Linked DNA regions of Mus musculus: regions 2 and 3 are each linked to region 1. The links are chromatin contacts, called in public Hi-C and HiChIP or PLAC-seq maps. All regions are on one chromosome and are shown on one strand. The core of a region is the stretch at or near the end of the contact, and the rest is flanking DNA. Distances in the headings are between cores, read along the strand shown. Region 1 holds the start of Laptm4a (lysosomal-associated protein transmembrane 4A). Region 2 holds the start of Ldah (lipid droplet associated hydrolase). Region 3 overlaps Hs1bp3 (HCLS1 binding protein 3).

Region 1 (3,881 bases), core at 644-3,143:
AGCATCAAAGATAGCCTTGAAACAAAGCAAGAACAGAAGGGCCAATGGGGTTGTGGGCATGATGAATAAGGGGGCTTGAGAAGGTAGGCTTATACAACCTATGCATGGCTGTGACAAAATATGATTGTCAGAATAAAGGGGATGAGGTGATCAATAGATTCCCAGGAGTATCAAGTAAGAAAAAGGTCAGGTATGGCAAAGCTCAACCATGAGAGGCTTTTAGGGTTATAAGGCTAGGTTTAACAGCAACAGCATGGGGAGAGGGCAGATCGAAGGGAAAAGTGAGAAAGGCAGGCACCAAGCATAAATATTTTTTTGAACAAGAAATAAGATTGTAAGTGTTGGAGAAGTAGCTCGGTACAGTTTACCTAGCATGCACAAACCCTGGATTTGTGACAGACGTAGGTAGGGGATCAGGAGACAGAAGCAAGGGGGTCAGAAACTGAAGAGCATCCTAAGCTACATAGTGAGCTGGAGGCTAGGTTGCGATCATGTCATAAAACAAAAATAGAAAGGAAAAGAGAAAGAACGGGGAAGGGAAATTGAGACTATGAATTAAAGAGGGGCTGGGAAGATAACTCAGTGGTTAAGAACACTTGAGGACCTGGGTTTGGTTCCGAGTACCAACATGGAGGCTTACAACCAGTCGTAACAACAGTTCCTGAGAATCCAACACCCTTTTCTGGCCTCCAGTGGGCACTTTACCCACTGAGCCATCTCCTTATGCCCAGTCCATGTTCTTAACAGACATATATAGTATATTTTCATTAATAAACTTCTAGCATTGTCTACTGGCTTCAATTATGGTAGGCAAAACACTCATATACATAAAACACAGTCTTCTAAAAAACCAAGTGTTTTCTGCTCTTTCAGATGCCTAGAGTTCAGTTCCCAGGACCCACATCAGGCAGCCTGCAATTTCAGCTCCAGGGGGATCTTATGTCTGCTTCTGGCTTCCTCTAGCGACTGCTACACATGTAGCGTTTTTTCACTCACACACATATTCTAGGAACCTTAAAGACCCACAAATCCTGCATCCCCCTCATTTGCTTCCTCATACACTAGGCTAGCTGGCCAGAGAGCTTGCAGGGATGTCTCCTCACTCAAGACATCTGTCTGGCTGTAACAGCTGGGTTTTACAGAAAGGTAAAGCCACAGCGTCTGGTTTTCCATGAATCCTCACGATTGCTTTGCAAGCACTTTACCCACTTACCACCTCTTCATATATACTATATTTTCATTAATAAAATTCTAGCATTGTCTACTGGCTTAAATTATGGTAAAGGCATGGATTTTGTCCTGACATCTCTTCCCTTCCTCTTTCCAAAATACTTTTGAGGTTCTTTGAAATTATTCAGTGTTTATTTGATTATGCCTATTATCCACAGCTGCACACTATGGTACAGTTTCATTCCTTCTCAAGGTAGCTACAAGCCTTGTTTGTTTGTTTGTTTGTTTTTGAGACAGGGTTTCTCTGCATAGCCCAGGCTGGCCTTGAACTCAGAAATCCACCTGCCTCTGCCTCCCAAGTGCTGGGATTAAAGGCGTGCGCCACCACAGCCCGGCTGATAGCCACAAATCTTAAAACAAATACAAAATAAATTCAGTCAAAAACTTGACTCAGTTAATGAGGATCATAAGATGTTAGAAGGAACTATAGAGTGAATATAAAGCACCCATTGTTGAAGTAAAAATGATAACTGAATCACCCAACTTATGTCAAATGGCTTTCTCTGAGAAGAGGTATGAGTCAGTGAGTCTCGTGTAACATGCTGTAGAAATGTCCAGCATCCCACAGAAAGTTGAGGCTCACTCTGGCATCAGAGCATGCAGAAAAGTGTGGCTTGTTTCTCACTTAAGACACACTCTCTCATTCTCTATTTTTTTTTTTTTTTTTTGCTTGTTTTTCTGGCCTATTTCAATGTCCTTCACAATCTTTCTCTTCAAGAAGAAAAAAAAAATCACTATTATCTGTATAAACTCAACAGCTAAGCGGTTTCTCCACTTTATCATGCTGTCATTTTCCTTAATCCCTTGGCCTTTGGCAGAGTCCAGTGGTATTTATTGGCTCCCTCTAAGTAGGCTTCAGAGAGATGGGGGAAGGACAGAAATCCAATCCTTTAGCCTACTTGCGAGCCCTCCTTTCTGGTCTGAGCCTAGAGGGCCACGCCAGAATGGTAGCCACGCCCCTTCCCGCAGGCACGCCCCGACAGGCCCAACAATAGAGCACGAATACGTCACGTGGGCCTCGCAGTGACAAAGACAACGTGGCGAAAGACAGCGCCAAAAATCTCCGTGCCCGCTGTCTGCCACCAACTCCGTCTTGTTTCACCCTTCTCCTCCTTGCGGAGCTCGTCTGGGAGACGGTGAATTACCGAGTTACCCTCAATTCCTACAGCCCCCGACAGCGAGCCCAGCCACGCGCACCGCGGTCAAACAGCGCCGGAGAGAGTTGAACTTTTGATTGGGCGTGATCTGTTTCAATCTCCACATCTTCTCCAATCAGAAGCCAGGTAGCCCGGCCTTCCGCTCTTCGTTGGTCTGTATGTGGCAGAAGGCGGAGGGAGAGATTCCGAGCCGACGTCCCGCGAGAGCGGCGCCGGGCGCCCAGAGCGCAGGCGCACAGGAGTTGGCAAGGGCCCGGGCCGAGGGCGGGCCAGAAGACGCGTCCTTTGGCTGTGGACACCGTCGTAGAGTCGTCTGGGTTGAACCGCTGGGCCGAAAGCTTTTGTCAGGGGCCTGGGCGAGAACGAGGCCCGCGAGGTTCCGGATGGTGTCCATGACTTTCAAACGGAGCCGCAGCGACCGGTTCTACAGCACCCGGTGCTGCGGCTGTTGCCATGTCCGCACCGGGACGATCATCCTGGGGACCTGGTACATGGTAAGGGCTGGCTGGCAGGGCCGCTCCACCAGGCCAGTGCGCCTGCGCGACAAGTGGGCCTGGTGGGCAGGGGGCGGGGACGTGAAAGTTGTTGGGGCGCTACTTTTCGGGGTGCTTTTAACTGTGAACTGAGGCTTTACGAGATGGGGCTCCCCAGGATTTGGGAGGGGATGGGAATAGGATCGTCATTTCGGGTTCGGGAAGTGCGCAACCCTCATCCCGCCCCACCCCCCCATCGAAACAATTATTGTCCCGCAGTTATGCAGCCAGTTCGGACGTTTTGTCCGAATCGAAAGCGAAATCCAGTTCGGGTGCCTCCTGCAGTTTTTGTTGAGGCGTTCGGTGATGTAGCCAGAGGTCTCTGTTTTGAGTCTAGACGTTAGCCAGAATTTACAGTGGGTCAGATTTTCCTCATTACACCCCCTCCCTGCCTTGTCAGGTGGGTTTTCATCCCAAGGCCGCCTTGGTTTGGAAGAGATGTTTATTGAAAGCCTGCTATGTCCTTACTGACATTTTCTGGGCTCCAGGATCTGTGTGATTCTGTCACAGCAGATGGACGGGCTTGTTGGTTCCATATTCGGCAGAAAGTCTTGTGACTTAAAAAAAAAATTAGTTCCCAGTATCTGTTCATATGAACTTATTTGTTGCGATTTCCAAACCCGTGATTTTTTAAAGATAGTTTTAAGCAATTAAACTTTGCCGAAGCTTTGAGGAACATGTTTTGCTGGCGTGACCACTTGGATGACTTTTGAAATTTCGTCGTGGGGGTGGGGGGTGAGGGTAGGAAGTGGAGTTAGTGTGCAGTTTCTGATACTTACATGAAGAGCAAAGGAGGGAGAGGCGTACCCCTGTCCTCTCTTCCTTCTCTTTACTCTTCCCCGCCCAGTATCTTGAAGTCATTAGTAACTTTGGCAGAACACCAGATGAAAATCTTCCTCAGGCAGATGGCTTCCCAGCCCACCCCAGGGGACTATCAGACCTCTGCAGGATTGCAGCTTTT
Region 2 (3,881 bases), core at 1,017-3,516, 710 kb before region 1:
AGACTTTGAACTTTGGACTTTTAAACATCATTGATTCTGTGATGGCCTTTGTTGACTTTTGAAGTTGGACTAAATGCATTTTGCATTTTGTTACTGCTGCCAGCCTATGGAGGCCAGGGAGTGAAATGCGATGGTTTGAACAGGTTTAGCCCCATGGACTCATGGACTCTGAACCTGTAAGCCAGCCCCAATTAAATGTTTTTCTTTATAAGAGTTGCCTTGGTCATAGTGTGTCTTCACAATAGAACCCTTACCAAGACAAGCTGGCCTACAGACCAGAGATTTAGTCCTTTATCATCATGGTGGAAAGCATGGTGACATGCAGGCAGACATGATAATGGAGAGGTAGCTGAGAGTTCTACATCAAGAGCAACAGGGAGCAGGAAGTGAACTGTGAGCTGACAGGCCTTTTTTAACTTCTCAGATCTCAAAGCCCTCCCTGTAGAAATGAACTTCCTCCAACTAAACCCTACCTACTCTGAAAAGGCCACACTTCCTGATGTTGTCATTCCCTATGAACCTATAGGAGCCATTTTCTTTCAAACTATATTCCACTTCCCAGGCCCCTTATTCAAAGCCATCTTCACCAGATTTCTGTCGTTAATGGTTTCCTTCACTGCCTAAGCTTGGCTGCCTTAGAACTCACTCTGTAGACCTGGCTGACTTTGAATGCAGAAATCTTCCAGCCTCTGCCTCCAGAGAGCATCCTATTCAGCTACTTATATAAGCTACAACAGTCATAGTCTGCCATGTAGCAAAGTGAACATTGTGTGCAAAAATATGACAACTTAGTAAGAACATGTATATTCCAAAAGTAGATGGCCCAGAGAAAACATGAAGAATACAGAAACTGCTGCAAGTAACCTGAGCCTAGCTCTCCTAACTAACTGTGGGAAAGTCAGTTTCTTCGCACCTCATTTTACACTGCAGTTAACAGAAATAATCTCTGGCCAACTATAAAGTCTGAATTGCTTCAGTTATTTCTGGCACAGGTTCAGTGAAATCAGAAACATAAATCACCTAGATGCTACATCGTAGATGCATATCCAAGAATTAAAAGAAATCCTGCACCAATGCATTCTGTCATGTAGTCTATGGATGAAAGAAGGATGGAACAGATACCCAGAAAGACGCCCTTGATATGTCAGTAGTCCTTTAACAGCATTACTGGCAGGAAATTTACACACATAAAACTGACACCACTTGGTACATATCCTATGGTCACCGTAACATAATCATTTACTTTTATGTATTTATATCTCCAAACTCTAGTGATCACTTGTTAATACTGACCACACTGAAATGCTAAGGGTTTAAAAATTAGTTCATGAAAAACTCTTAACACAATGAATATCTTTTTCTATATTCATTAAATGTTACCTATTGGATGTGGAAAGTAGAAGTGATAAAAAAGGGTTATGAAGATATTTATCGGTTTACATTCCACAGCTAGTTGGATGTTGGTTCAGTAGTTATGAGCACTAACTCCTTTTCCACAGGATTTAGGATTGATTCTCAGCACCCACATGGTGACCCATAGGCTTATGTGGTTCAGGTCCCAGGGAACCCAGTGCCCTCTTCCAGCGTCCATAGGCTCCAGGCTACTAATATACAAAAAGATTTTTAAGTTAAAATATAAGTGATGTTGGTACTATCACCGAGGTGCTGGATACAAGCGCAAAGCTTTTCCATGTGTGATAATTACTATGGGTTTTTTTTTTCTTTCTTTCTAAGTTCCATGCTTCTTCTGGCTATAATACTGCCATATTGGCGACAGTATTTTGGGGGACAGAAATACACTGATTGCCTACAATTGTACCAAGTGTTGAGGATACTATCTTGAAGTTTGTAGTAAGCTGGAAATAGCTCTGGAAGGTCGCATTATCCTGAATATGAAACTGAATACTATATGAAGTTGAATACTAGCACTAAGGTCAGCTGAGAGTCAACTTTCCTGTGATCATGAGTCAGGAATGAAAAGCAACTGGTGGTGGAAGAAAGGAAAAGTGGGCAGATGGGGGGGGGGGGGGGAATGAAAGAACCTCCAAAGAGAGGAAAAACTCGTTTACCAAAACGACAAAGAACAGAGAGCGGGTAAAATTCAGGTGGTATGCTAGAAACGCTCTATGTGCTGCTCCCAGCAATCTCGCTGACTATAAACCACCTACCCATCAAGCTGCCACCCAAACTCTCACACGGGAGATCCTTGCAAAGCGTTCTACGGGTCCCGACTTCCGGGACCGGCGCGGCGCGGCGCTGTGACGTCAGTACAGGCGGAACTTCCGGGTCTGGTGAGGCTTTGCCGAGACGTCGGCGGACGACCCCAATACCTTGTGAGTGGGCAGGTGAGGTGATGCTGCCAGTACTGTGTGGTTTGTCTGAGGAAGGGCACGTGGGCTGCGCATGGGGTGGTGCTAGGATAACTGAGCTGCCATCACCCCGCGTGCACAGCCGCTAGGCCGTGCGGTACGCGATGGCACTACACTCGCCCGACCTGTGGCCAGGTCGCCAGAGGCTCCCTGGGTAAGGATAAGCCAATGCGCTGGCAGCCAGCCTTCTAGAAATAAATCCAAGTCTGCGCTGGGGCTCCCCAGGCATCTGTGGTCGACACTGTCCCTCGTGGATTCTCCTGAGAAATCTGCTGACATTAAAATTACCTTTACCCTTGCATATGATGTGTTGTTTCACTGCTTTTAACTTTTTTTTTTATTTTAGTTTTACAAAATGCATGGCTTCTAATAGTATAGTATACATTTCCCCAGCTTGAGAAGCTCAGCTTCTTGAATCTGTAGATTTATGCCCTTCCCAATTTTGAGAAGTTTCCAGATACTCTTTCTTAAAACGTGTGTTTTAGCCCCACATTGCCTTCTCTGAAACTCTAGTTGCATGAATTTTAGGTCATTTGTCATTGTAGTACAAGTCCCGGGGCTACTGCTGAGTTTTTAGACTGTTTCCCACCAATTCAGGTTTGTAAATTTTGTGGATCTATCCACGTTCTCTCATCTCGTTCTTTGTTGATACTACTCTGCTGATAATCCACCCCATAAGTTTTGTTCTTTCAATTATTACTTTTAAATTCCTTGCTCTTGTTTCTTATATAATATTTATGGTAGCTTCTGACCTTTAGTGTGCTCTTACATTTTTCTGGGCTTTGCTGTCTTCTTAGAAGAATATTTTAATCAAGCTCTTTCTTACTTTGGGAAACTATTACATTCCAGGTGCCTTCAACATTTTTCTAAACTACTTTGATGAAGAAGTTGGAATGTTAGTAGGAGAGACTTTTAAGATCATCATGGGCAAAATATCAGGTCACTTTTTCTGAAACGTTGTATTGTATGCCTGTGTCATAAAGGGTCAATATGCTTATCAGTGTGTTGTGAGCTAATGCTATGTGACTAGTGAGGTGAGGTCCTAAGAGGTGAGGCAACTTTGTTCTCAACCTCAGGAGGCAGCCTACATGCACTGCAAGAACCTATTAAAATTGGCCATGTGAAAAGATTAAATATGAATTAAATATAAGATTATGTGTTCAACCTATTTTTGTTTTAGAGCATTCATTGTTAAGCTTATCAATAAAGGTACTTCCAGATGACCCCTGTCCCAGTGAACAAGTCAAAGCCAGCTGTTGAGTTTTTCTTAGCTAACTCTACTTTGGATTGTTCCAAAACTGCCTGTGCTGTACTCTATAAATTTCTAACCCACACAATCTGTGAGAATATAACATATCTTCAGGTATTAAGTTTTATGGTGGTATGTCATGTACCAAGAATAAATGAAATCCCTTGTATTTTCTAGGAACCTTTTATTTATTTTTTTTTAAAGATTTATTTATTTACTATATGTAAGTACACTGTAGCTATCTTCAGACACTCCAGAAGAGG
Region 3 (3,881 bases), core at 373-2,872, 590 kb before region 1:
TCCCTCCCTCCCTCCCTCCCTCCCTCCCTCCCTTCCTCCCTTCCTTCCTTCCTTCCTTCCTTCCTTCCTTCCAGTCAGCTAATCTGTCTTCCTTCTATCTGATGACTATCCAGCTACACAGGACAGATGCCTATCTGTCGGTCTGTCTGCCTGCCTGCCTTCTTCCTTTTAGTATTTGCTGAACACCTTTCTGCAGTTTTAGGATCAATCAGACAAGACCCTGGGGGCTTCCAGGTCCCCTGATGCCCCTTGTGTTCTCGTGGGTGATCTGAGGGATTTGAGGACAGGACCGCCAGGTAGCTGGGGCAGGGTAGTCAGTGCTGACTGAACACTGTTGTGCTGAGCATCTGCTTCAGTTCAGTGCAGCAGAAATCACAGATGTCACCAAGGAGGACAAAGATGCGTGTCAAGCTTGTGAGGGAAGCTCGCCCAGAACGGTCTAGCCTTATCTGTGTCCGTTCAGGAGGACAGACGGATGGTCTAGCCTTATCTGTGTCTGTCCTGGACGGACTGAGCAGAACTGGGGAAGTGGTTGGAACCTCCCTCACCTGGCTTCCCGCCTGTTCTCTCACGCACTGTGCTTCCTGCTGTTCTTGATCCGTAGGCGGCTTTGCTCCCCTGCCCTCTGGGCCTTTTAAGTGGGTAGCATGCGCATTGGGTCCCCAAAGAAAGTGGTTTCTGAGTGGAGGGCAAAGCTACCAGAATGGCTGAGGATCAGCCTCAAGCCCTGAAGTGACTGGCCAGGCACTGCCGATACAGGTGTAAATGGGGTTCTCTGCCAGTCACTGCTGCTGTGCCCACTGGATCCAGGGCCAGGGGCCAAGCAAAGGACATTATGATAGGTGATCAAGAGACGGACATATTGGTGATGAAACAGAGCCTACAGTTCTCATAGGGCTGGTCTAAGGGCCCCCCAACCCCAGTCGATGGTCACATTCCACAGAGCCGTGCTCACAGCTTCCATCCAGGGCCTTCTAGGCATATTGACACAGGGAGTCCAGACTCTGGTCACCCTTGCTAGGGCCATGGCCTCTGTTAGTCACCAGGACTGTTGATTCTGCCTGATAGATAAAACTACAGGGGCGCCCTCCCACAAGGAGCAGCTGAGTCCACCCTGCAGGATCTGAGAGGAGCTAGAGCCGAGGCTTTCTGAAGGGTGCGAGCTAGCGAGCTAGCGATCCTTCACCCACCCCCAGCACCACAGGCAGGCCAGAGCTCTGTTGGCACTTCACCATGGTGGCCCCTGTTGACGTGCACATACTGCAGTAGGGACACAGATGCCATCACTGTTGAACTGTGCCACTTTCACCCCAGTGGACAACACAGACAATTCTGTTCATGGGATATTGAGAGTAACAAGCAAAGTCATAAGTATTGTCCTAGTATGATCATAATTAGTTACTACCCTACTCCCAGGCCCAAAATGTCCAGCCTGCTAGGCGATCTCCACCAGACACGCTATGCCTCTGAACTGGGGTGGGAGGGGGGTGGTTCTGCAGGAATAGTCACCTCAGAGTCCCTGGCCTTGCAGCACCCAGGGACCTGGTATTTTTATCTGAGACTGGATAGTCTGTGTTACAGCTTTTGGCAATGGCCAGCCTCTGTGCAGTTTGCCACTGTGTTGCCAACATGAGCTCAGAGGTGACCTCAGCCCAGTGGAACCGGCTGCCAGGCGCTTGGGAGAATGCAATCCTGGGTTCCAGTAAAAAGGAAAAACAAAACAAAACAAAAAACTTTTGCCGTTTATAGGAATCTTAAAATGCCTAACGTGGGTGGCAGCCCCAGAGCTTGAGGTCAGCTTGTTAAAATAAAACCAAGTTTGTGATCTGGAGACAGTGTCACAAAGGCAGCCCAGATCATGTGATCCAGCAAACATGAAGCTTGCCTATCCACCTGGATCAAGAAATAAAACTGTGGCACACCCCAAGAAACCTCTCTGGTGACCCCCAGTTTCCCACCACAAGCATCTCAGGGCAGGAGCTCTTCAGTCAGGGAACAGGTGTGGCAGAGCCAAGCCCACCTGACTCCAGAGGAACTTCAGAAGGGCTACCCTACCCAGGGGGAACCACATTGTTGCTTAGAAGGGCAGCAGGTATACTACTTAGAGAAGACTGATGTTCAATGTCCGGCAAAGCAGGGCTTAGGCTTTGTGATGGTTAATATTGCCCGTCTAACAGGATCAAGGATTAACTAGAAAGCTAGCCTCTGAGCGTATCTGTGAAGGGTTTTTGGATTGGACTAATTGAGGTTGGAAACCCCTCCCTAAATATGGGCAGCACCAGGGTATGGTCTGGTGTCCTGGACTTAATAAAGGGGTAAAGCAAACCAAGCACCAACATTAACCCCCACCCTGGGGGGGCCGCCATGGTAGACAAACCGTGAACCTATGCAATCCCTGCCTTCTTGAAGTTGTTTTGTTATTGTTGTTGTTGTTGTTCATTGTTTTGTACCAGACAAAAGAGAAGTCACTAACATAGGCATCCTCCTGCTCTCCTGGACCCTATCCCTTGAACTTTGAGCCCCAGATTACATCAACCCCATGTCTAAGTGGCTGTGGGGTGCAGGCTTCTGACCCCAAGGTCTCTGTTAGGTAGCTCCACTGTCTTAGTTAGGGTTTCTTTCCATTGCTATGAAGAGACACCATGACTAAGGCAGCTCTCATAATGGACAACATTTAATTGGGACTGGCTTACAGGTTCAGAGGCTCAGTCCATTATCATCATAGTGGGAAGCATGGCAGCATCCAGGCAGGCATGGTGGTGGAAGAGTTGAGAGTTCTACATCTTGTTCCAAAGGCAAACAGGAAAAAACTGCTGTCTTCTGGGCAGCTAGGAGGAGGGCCTCAAAGCCACCCCTACAGTGACACACTTCCTCCAACAAAGCCACACCAACAAGGCTCCCTGGGTCAAGCGTATTGAAACCACCAGTCACCTTCAGAAGAAAAGCATGTTGTCGGGCCCATGGACATGTGGTGGCATGATACTCAAGAAGGTTAGCAGCTGTCTGGCCATCAGTCTGTAGTCCTGATAGCTCCTTGCTTCTCCTGCCTTTCCCAGTCCCCATCACACCTGAGCACAGTAGTGGGGGCTCATCACTTCAGTAGCGGGTGTGGGGGTCTCTTTGCTCTATGTCAGATGATAACAAAGCTCATTCCTAGCACATGGCCAACCCTGCCTCCTCCCTTCTCCCTGCTCTTGCCTGCTTGACCCCCTTGGGTCAGGAGGACCTGTCAGCTGAAGATTTGACGACTACTAAGGTTGCTTCACATGCCAAGATGGCTCTGGTTGGGCTACCCCTGACCTTCCTATGGTCCTCCGTTGAACTTCTTCTATGTTCCTTGGCATCCAGAAGGCCCAGCTGAGCTGGGGACCTGGAAATGACCAGTAGGCCCCCAGTATACTCATGAGAATCCTTACCTTGTGTTTTATCTCCAGCTCCAAGAAGCCCAAGAAACGCCCAGAAGTGGCCGTGAGGCCCAAGCCTGCACCTCGGCTCACCATCTTTGATGAGGAGGTAGACCCTGACGCGGGGCTCTTCAGCTCAGACAAGAAGGTGTCTGAGACCCGGAGACCCCTGGAGACCACACAGGACTGTAAGTACTAGTGTTGTTCCTGGTACTGGCTTAGAGCTTGGTGAATGTCTATGTCCCTGAGAAAGTGGGTCTCATCCTTGTCCTGTTTAGATAGAATACAGATTAGGAATATAGAGACTTCCTCCTGGTGTCTCTCACACCTGGTGTTCCCACGGGCTGCAACATTTGGGGATTACACACTCACTCTGAATGTCCTATAGAGAAGAGAAGGTCCGGCTTCTTAGTTGCCTGGAGACCTGGTTCCTTAATTACATCTGCAGCCACAGGGGCACAGGGATCCCTGCAACTG

Evidence for each region. Hi-C and Micro-C count contacts between places; a contact is called where the count stands out from the background. HiChIP or PLAC-seq counts read pairs in DNA pulled down with a chosen protein or histone mark.
Region 2: an H3K27ac HiChIP or PLAC-seq map of microglia shows a contact between it and region 1, with 10 times the contacts expected there. The contact joins the promoter of Ldah here to the promoter of Laptm4a in region 1. A contact is called at or near these places in 2 of 39 promoter capture datasets (the HPC-7 cell line and pre-B cells), 2 of 484 Hi-C or Micro-C datasets (CD4 T cells and CD8 T cells), 2 of 115 datasets of contacts at active chromatin or transcription factors (bone marrow-derived macrophages and microglia) and 1 of 9 other capture datasets (liver).
Region 3: a contact with region 1 is called in a Hi-C map of cerebral cortex, with 2.0 times the contacts expected there. The contact joins the enhancer-like site here to the promoter of Laptm4a in region 1. A contact is called at or near these places in 1 of 39 promoter capture datasets (hippocampal neurons), 3 of 484 Hi-C or Micro-C datasets (the G1E-ER4 cell line, cerebral cortex and cortical neurons) and 5 of 115 datasets of contacts at active chromatin or transcription factors (astrocytes, bone marrow-derived macrophages, embryonic basal ganglia and 2 more).

Annotation. Positions count from the first base shown.
Region 1 is chr12:8,919,414-8,923,294 of GRCm38.p6, forward strand. Laptm4a (lysosomal-associated protein transmembrane 4A) reads left to right here and starts at 1,894. Exons shown (of 7, transcript NM_008640.2): 1 at 1,894-2,881. The coding sequence starts at 2,546.
Region 2 is chr12:8,205,860-8,209,740 of GRCm38.p6, forward strand. It overlaps Ldah (lipid droplet associated hydrolase), which reads left to right and starts at 2,267. Exons shown (of 7, transcript NM_001364261.1): 1 at 2,267-2,345. It overlaps Gm33037 (a long non-coding RNA gene), which reads right to left and starts at 2,274. Exons shown (of 4, transcript XR_381233.4): 1 at 2,169-2,274.
Region 3 is chr12:8,332,804-8,336,684 of GRCm38.p6, forward strand. Hs1bp3 (HCLS1 binding protein 3) reads left to right here. Exons shown (of 7, transcript NM_021429.3): 5 at 3,435-3,592. Among named protein-coding and RNA genes, the nearest start is that of Hs1bp3, 21 kb to the left of the region's middle. Within about 2 kb of position 1,623, at least 54 of the 459 cell types and tissues checked have an H3K27ac peak or open chromatin away from gene starts, as enhancers often do. A contact at or near this core is called in astrocytes and cerebral cortex, where this site is marked.